Linked DNA regions of Anas platyrhynchos: region 1 is linked to region 2. Evidence: chromatin contacts called from public Hi-C data. All regions are on one chromosome and are shown on one strand. The core of a region is the stretch at or near the end of the contact, and the rest is flanking DNA. Distances in the headings are between cores, read along the strand shown.

Region 1 (3,661 bases), core at 527-3,026, 150 kb after region 2:
GATCAGTAAAATCACACTACAGGATATGTGAACACAAGGATATGCTCCTTCTAGGGCGGTGAGGATAGGATTCAGCTGGGATTTTGCACAGGCTGGAGGCTCGGTCAGTTCTTTAACAACGCAAGGTTATGTGGGGTCTATATGGGGCGGTGCATGGGCAGCGCCATCAGCAGCGCTTCCGTCAGAGCGGGGGTGCTTGTTGCGATCTGCTTACTCCCCATTCTCCAGATTAGTGCCTATCCTCACGTTCTTGTGGAATATGTCAATGCTGGCATCTTCCCGCTCTCCTAATCCCCTCCTCAGTGTGTCAGATCACTCTGGTGTCCTTCCATGGCTCATTGTTACTTGTTTGGGTTTCGCTTACATTTTTATAAAAGCATCTTGTGCTTCTGGATATCCCACATGACTCTTAATAAAAGAGATCATTCTTCTGAAAGTGCGGGGCATCTCCTCCTGTGAAAATCTGGTTAAGTTAATGTGCAGCAAGTTGGAAGTTTACAGATGGAACGACTGCATGGCACTAGCCTTTCTTTCAAAAATGTCAGCTGCAGGATTTGATTTGATACAGAGTAAAGGGCAGGTCTTGGCAAGGATGCAAAAACTATACAATGGGGAATTTTCACTCCAGATTCTTGTCTACGCAGACCATCTACAAACCATAAAATAAACAGGATAACTCTATGCTGCATCGGATGAGGTATTTGAAGGGGAGAGAGGCTCTGATGCTATTGTGCAAGGAACACCTTTGTTCAAGAAAGACGAATATGAACTTGTGCAGGTGCTTGGAGAGAAGGACAGGGTCATCAAGGGAACAGAAAGCCTTTCCTAGAGGCTGCTGGTTTTGCAAAGCCGACACAGAGTGGAGATAAGACAGTTCACAGTAATTTATAGCCCAGATAATTTGAACTATTTCAAAAACAGGTTTCCATGACTGTCCTCCATTCTGCAGTTGATTGTGCCACACAAATTTGCTTTGCCATAAGCTCCTTAAACAGGTACTAGACTCTAAACATAAGTTTCAGAATCTAACAAATATTTTGGGGGTAAATACCAAGGAGTAAGAGCTATTTCAACAAAACAACACTGTTGGAACGGGAACAAAAGGGTATAAACATTTATTAACAGTAGGCTGAAGTTCTACAGAAGTTTTCTCTTGGCTTAGCAGGGATGAGAACCTACATTAATTTTAGTAATGTGTGAGTGTCTTGTGAAAAGAGTCATATAATGTGGTCATCTGCAATACCAGGGATCTGGGGTTGATGGCTCAGGGAATCTTTTTGGATCCCAAGTATCTCAGCAGACTGTAGGATTGCTGGCAGCAGCCACATGCATAGTGAGACTATTCATTATTTTAGCAGAGGCTGCAGTCTGTGAGCGGTTCCATATTTTTGTACTTGCCTAAGCCTGCAGCCTCTGTCTCAGAACGAACAAACACTTCTGGCTGCCCTCTTTCCCAGTTCTATTACTCCGTTTCTTCTTTCTCCACTTACCGAGCAAATACCATGGAAGAAAAAAGTTTTGTTTTTTTTTCTTTTTTCTGGTACTGGCTTCCCTTTCCCACTTACCTTTATTATCAGCACAGGAAATGCTAACTTTACTTTACATATATTAACGCCCCTTAGGAAGCTGTACACATAGGTGAAAGACAGGATATGGAGAAAGCTGACAGAAGACTTCTGGAATCGACTCCGTGTATGTGCTTGGGAGTGTGATGCTGACAGCTGCAGGAACTGGAAGAAGGAGAAGATCAAAAGGCTGCCTAGGTAAACATGTGCACTGATTCCTTCAAAAGGCTTGAATTGACACAAGCACTGAGAGAAAGTGGCTAGGGCAGGCACATATGCAGGTATCTGGGAGAAAACGAGCAGAGGGGCTGAGGCATGCAAATGATGGACTGCACATGCACCGGGCAGGGGGTACCTTCTTCTTAGCCTGAAAGAAAAGTAACATTAATTGCAGCTGGCTTGACGTAACTCTAGAGACGTCTGAAGCCAAGTTTTGTCAAAGATGCGTGTTGGGCAACCTGAAGTGATATTTTATGAATGCTTGTGAAAGGAATTTTGCTCAGCTCCAGTTCTCAGCGTTGTGGAGAACTGTGGTGCCGGTGTTGCCAGAAGGGACCAGAGAAAACTTCTTGCTCATGCTGGTCAGCTTCAACCTGCCTGGAGGAAGGGAATTCACATGGCTGGTCCCACAGGTCCACGCAGTATCTGTGGCCATAGGAGCCCAGAATCCCAGCATCTGCGGCTGCTGCCCAGAAGACTCGGCATGGGAGTCTCTTGCTGACTTCAGTATCAGAAAAGGGCAAGGAGTCATCGATTCCTGAGCTTACACCAGATTTAGCTGGCTTTTGTTGTGTGTGGCTGGTACTAGTTACCAGAGGATTTGTACTGTGTGTTGGAAGAAGAGCCAGCCCTAAAAGCTATTATAGACAACAGACACAGAAAAGAACCATTCCAGACTGCTGAACGACTGGATGTGAAGCTGTCATATCCTCTTAGATGACTGGCTGATAATGAGTTTCTTTTGATCCGCCTGGAGCACGCAGCATTACCTTCAGTGCCTGCCTGGGACTGGCTGGGTGAGGCTTGAACGCAGAGTTCAGTTTTCAATTCACTCTGAGTTAAAGGTAAAACTATTTCCATTCTTAGAAAACAGTTTTTGCAAGAAAATAGGACTTTACTGTTCACCACGTTAATTTACTTTCTTCTTAGTTTTTGAGTTATTTTTCTGCCCGTAATGTTTTGCTGTTTGTTAAGCCTGAGTGGGCAGTGACTACCACACACCAGATGCGTAGGTAAAGCAGCTCCCCAAAACTGATGGCAATAAAAGACAAAGTCGCTGCTGCTGTTAGCAGCAGGGAGGTGCTTTCGATTTGGACCTAACAGTCTGTTTATGTACTGACTGTGAGGAGGGGACAAAGACATTCAAAATGAAGCTATTAGAAAAAAAAGAATTGGTCATTGCAAACACTTCAGAGGTATCTGCCTCAGGAAATAAATGAATAAAGGAGAAACTGTAATTAGGAGAAATATAGAGCTGTTTTTTTTTTTTTTATTTCCGCCCCCACCAGCAAGATGCAAAGAGCAATGATCTGCTCATGAGCCCGGAAGGATTATTCTGAAGATGGAACTGAGACCCCAATCCACTTGCAGGGTGGCCGTGTGAGTTACTAGATGATCTCTAAGGTCCCTCCCAACCCAAGCCATTCTCAGCCAGCAGGAATCTTCACTGTTGACTTCTTAGAGACAGGAATGAAGCCATATAAAAATCCCAGCTGCAAAAAATCTCTGTGTTGGCTCTGACCTGGGTTTGGAGAGAGTTTAAGAGTCCTGGTGTTCCTAGGGATGTACGCTCGTATGTGTCTATGACAAAGAGGTTGTGCTCGTCTCCTGAGTCCACACGGTGAGATCTTCAGTGATTGCTGAGAGGCAAAACTGTTCCACTGGCTGATTCCAGCAGTCTTTGCTACTCCAAAAAGTGGAGTTCTACCAGGTCCATGGACACAGGCCAGAGTAAGGTTGACGAAGTAGCCAGTCCTGAGTCCCGTGCCCCTCTACCTCTTCCCAAAGAATGAACTTCCCCGCTGAAACTGGCAGGTCCAGGCTGAGGTGGACACCTTTCATGAGAAAGATGGACCAAAGTCAGAACTTGGGTTCAA
Region 2 (4,179 bases), core at 1,437-3,936:
CCTTTGTTCACACATAGGCACCTAAGAAGGTGCCAGCTTGGCCCCAAACCCAACCTGCACGGAGGTATTTATTAGTTTCTTTACCACATGGATCCTCTGGTGTTTCATGAAGGCTAAGCTCACGCTTGAACCCTTCCCTTCCCTCTCCCTGCCTCCATTAGTTAAACCTGAGGTGAAATCCACTCATCGTCTACACCTGGTGGAAGGAGGCCAGCAGAGACCGCAAGGGCCTGGGAGGGAAGCAGAGGCACCTGTGTACTGGGCTCGTTGAATATAAAATAATTAACATGGCCCCAAAGACCAGGCTCTGATGAGAAACAAGATATTAAGACACTAACCATTAAAATTGATAGGCCAAGAGATGAAGTCAATGTGAAAAGCTGCACAAAATGAAAATAAAGAAATAAAAGAGGTAGAATTTGACCTGTTGCTTTCTGGGAATTTTCAGTGTAAAAGGACTAGGGGAGACACTCTACCCAAAAGGCTTTAACCTGAAGACCTGCAGGCAACTGGTACAAAGCACAGATGTTTTGGGATCCCACAGGATCCCCTACAGCTTACATAACACCAGCGGTGGCAGCAGCCTGGCTGTCCAGATTCAAAGGCAAGGCTGAAGAGCTCCATGTGACAGCAAGCCCACCAGACCTCACAGTCTCTCTCTTCAGTGTCCAATTACACACAAAAAAATACTCTTCTTTTTCTTTAGCTATGCTAAATAAAGGATTTACATACCTCCTTCCTGCAGAGGTATTCGGTGGTAGCCAACCTCTGGCTCTTGGTGGTTCCTGGTGTCTCTAGGCCCCGTTAAACAGTCTGTGAATGGTAATTAAACAAAGCAAGCCTATGAGCTCAACAGCCGCTGTCCTGGGTTTGCACCTCCCCTGGAAAATTGCGGTGGTCTGCAAATCAGGAATTACAGAAAACATCTGCTCTGGCTCCGGCACAAGCCTCCCCTCAGGCCTCCCCCGGGTGTGCTAGGCAATGCGACCGTAAATCATCTCGCTGGACTCGTCAGGCCTCGGCAGCTACCTAAGTTATGGGCGCTGAAGACGGCCGTGGTCGTGGTCTCGCCAGCACTGTATGGAGGGGATCACCTCGTGGCTGGCTGTGCTCTCCTGCATTCCCCGGGCAGGGATTAGGGAGCTGCTGCGTAACTCATTGGCCTTGACCGCTACGCACCATCTGGGCTATCTCCAGCACTTCAAGGTTGTTTCCAAATCAGGCTTATAGACAGGCCATGGGTCTTCCAGAAACCTGTTGGACACTGTCCTTTGGATAACATTCTCCAACAGCAGTTACTATTCAGATACTATCAAGCTATCTACAGCCAAGCTATATGCACTGCACCAATTACTACCATTACTTTTTCCTCATAACACTAAACTTTACTTATGCAGGGGCCATACAGAAACCTAGAAACTACTTAGCTTTACCACTTCAGTTGTGCTTCAGGAGAACCTTTCTCTGTAAAATTAACCCACATCGGTTATGTCACATAGTCAGATTTCCATTTTTTTCTCCTGTTTTTCTGCGTTTCTCCATTTTTTTTTTCCCAACTAAAGAAGTAGTGGGGCTCTCACAGGCAGACACACAATCGCAAGCAAAGAAGTTTGCATCCCAAAGTCAAAACAGGGCATCATCAGAGAAGTCAATGCATAGGCAGGCAATCTTTTCTGTCCTTGGCATCAGCTACACTTTTTTTCTCTTGCACATTGGCCACACCAAACCCACTCTTCTGCAAAGAAAAACGAATGCAAACGGCTCATCCCACAGACACACACCCTCTGGGAAGTATTGACGTCTACTGGTGCAAGGGCTTTACCAAGGGAAATCTAGCAGGAATAGTAAAAATTACAGCCTTTTAAAACTCTCCCAAACAATTACAGAAGGAAATGAGAACGTTCTGTGCCATTTTAATGTTCTGTTGTTCTAGTAAAAATTTGACATGACTGCTTTATTTAATTTCAGGATTTTTTTTTTCCTGTTTTCCTGATTTCATGTTTTTTTTTTTTTTTTTTCTTATTTTCCTTCCTTCCATTCTTAGAGAATTTGCAAAGGTTAAAAAGAACACACACATAAAAACAAAACAAAACAAACAAACAAATAAAACCCACTTGGAAACAGAGAAAATTAATAACCCTGTTTCTCATTTGACTACCTTTTCAAGATTTTATTTTATTTTGTTTTTAATTATTATTATTATTGTTTTGAATGGGAACTACCAACAAGGCAAGAAAGGCACTGAATGATAGAAAGAAAAAAGGAGGTCTCTTCCAACCTAGTAATTCTGTGATTCTGTGAGGTGCTAGGGCAGGAGAAATGGCAGAAGTAGGAATGTAAAGAAGAGAAGAAGGTTTCAAAAAGCAGAAAATCCAGGAGTGTCTGGGCCTTGGATCTCACCAGGCAGCTGCAGGAGTTGCAGCAGCACTAATGCAGCAATACCCGTTCCCTTGGTGTGCATCTGGGAAATGCAAGACATACCCACCGAGAAACCACCCCCGGTGGGTTTCTGCATCCCACTCATCCATAGGTAGAAATTCTTCATGCAGTTAACCACAGGAGGCCTGGCATGATTGCTAGGCCGAGGAACAACATTTTCTCCTGTGACTGCTGTCCCTGGGGAAGCAGGAAAGAGAAAAGCACCATGAGCCAGCAACACGTCCTTGTGAAATATTAAACAAAGCGCAGCCAGAGGAGGAGGGAGGCGCTTGTCCCTCGGCTCAGTACTGGTGAGGCCGCACTGGGCCCAGCTCTGGGCTCCCAGGGATCTCCAAAAGCTGCCAGGACGCGGTCCTGGGCAGCCTGCTCTGGGTGGCCCTGCTGGAGCAGGGGTTGGACCAGGTGGCCTCCAGAGGTCCCTTCCAACCTGTGGTTCTGAGATCATTTTTCCCTGGTGCCAAATGCCTGTACCTGAGAGGCACCTACCTTGGGTCCATTACCAGAGCCCCACGGGCCCTGCATACCCCAAACTTCACCACCCTGCAGAAAGACCACTACAAGTGGGGCATGTGGGGCACAGGGCCCAGCCCCCAAAGGAGTGACCATCACCAGCACCCTGTGGGCCACTGCATCCCAGCCTTATTTATTTGTTATGAATAATTACAGCTCTCCTTTCCCCTCCCCTCTGGCCTAGGCACAAAGTAGCCCGCTCCCCCGAAGGCCGCGGCATGTAAAAGTTTGTTGTTGCATCTCCATTAAACTGTATGCTCTCCGCCCGCCGGCGATAATGCACTTCAGATAATTCGTTGACGCAATATATTTTCCAGGATAGGCTTTTGTTTTCTTTCTTGGCCGCTCACCCTCTTTCTGTGGTCAGTTTTGCTCATTTCTCTTGTAAGCTGTCTAGAGGCAGAGAAAAGGCTTTCAGTTTTAAGCAGTTTCCTTTTCAGCCTCCCTTTATTGAATTCCAACCTCCATTTTTTTTTTTTTTTTTAAGCATAGGGACATCATTTATCTTGGACTTTAAGTTGCAGGGGCCTTCAAGGGGCTTCTTTTTTTCTTTCCCAGCTGCATTTGTTGACACACAGTCAATCTGTTTTTTGCCTTCGTTCCCCCTCTTCCCCCCAGCAGGCCATAAAGTATCGACAGCTGTGCCCTTTATTAGCATAGCCATTTTAAACACAACAAGGGGGAAGAGACTAAATATATTACAGCCATTACCTCTGTCAAAAAGTGACAATTTTAAAACATTTTAGCTTTTCACTGGGAAAGCCGGCAGCACAAAAGAAAGTGCTATAATTTTATTGTAAATGCTTTTTAAATATGGGTCACTTGGCCATAATCAATGGAAAGGATGGAAAAGTTCAAAGCTTCAGAACAGTTCAGGCAGATAGCAGAATTTTTTTTTTAAAGGCTTGTCTTTAAAATATGCTAATTGGGGCAAAAATACAACAGTGAGAAGCATGCAAAATAAGATCTCGTTCCTGGCGGTTTTGTTTTCCGCCCAGCTCTGTTCATGCTTTTCCCATCTACTTATAAGTGTGTTTTACAACTTGGATGGGAATTATTCCTCCCCAACAGGGTGTTATGAACATTTGGGGACTGAGAAAACAGGAGGGAATCCGGGCACTTGCTGCTCTCTTCTGAAAAAGAAAAAAAAAATAAACAAACTACAGTTTTTCCAAATGCCCGTGGAAGTGTGACGTGCCACAGCACTGTGAGTTACCGGGCAAGAGAATT

The links. A called contact is a pair of places that touch in the nucleus more often than the background predicts.
Region 1: a contact with region 2 is called in a Hi-C map of liver, with 2.2 times the contacts expected there. The contact joins the promoter of RFX4 here to the enhancer-like site in region 2.

Annotation. Positions count from the first base shown.
Region 1 is chr1:57,075,097-57,078,757 of IASCAAS_PekinDuck_T2T, forward strand. It overlaps RFX4 (regulatory factor X4), which reads right to left and starts at 1,777. Exons shown (of 19, transcript XM_072038359.1): 1 at 1-1,777.
Region 2 is chr1:56,927,560-56,931,738 of IASCAAS_PekinDuck_T2T, forward strand. No RefSeq gene overlaps it. Among named protein-coding and RNA genes, the nearest start is that of TMEM263, 20 kb to the left of the region's middle. Within about 2 kb of position 2,687, at least 2 of the 8 cell types and tissues checked have an H3K27ac peak or open chromatin away from gene starts, as enhancers often do.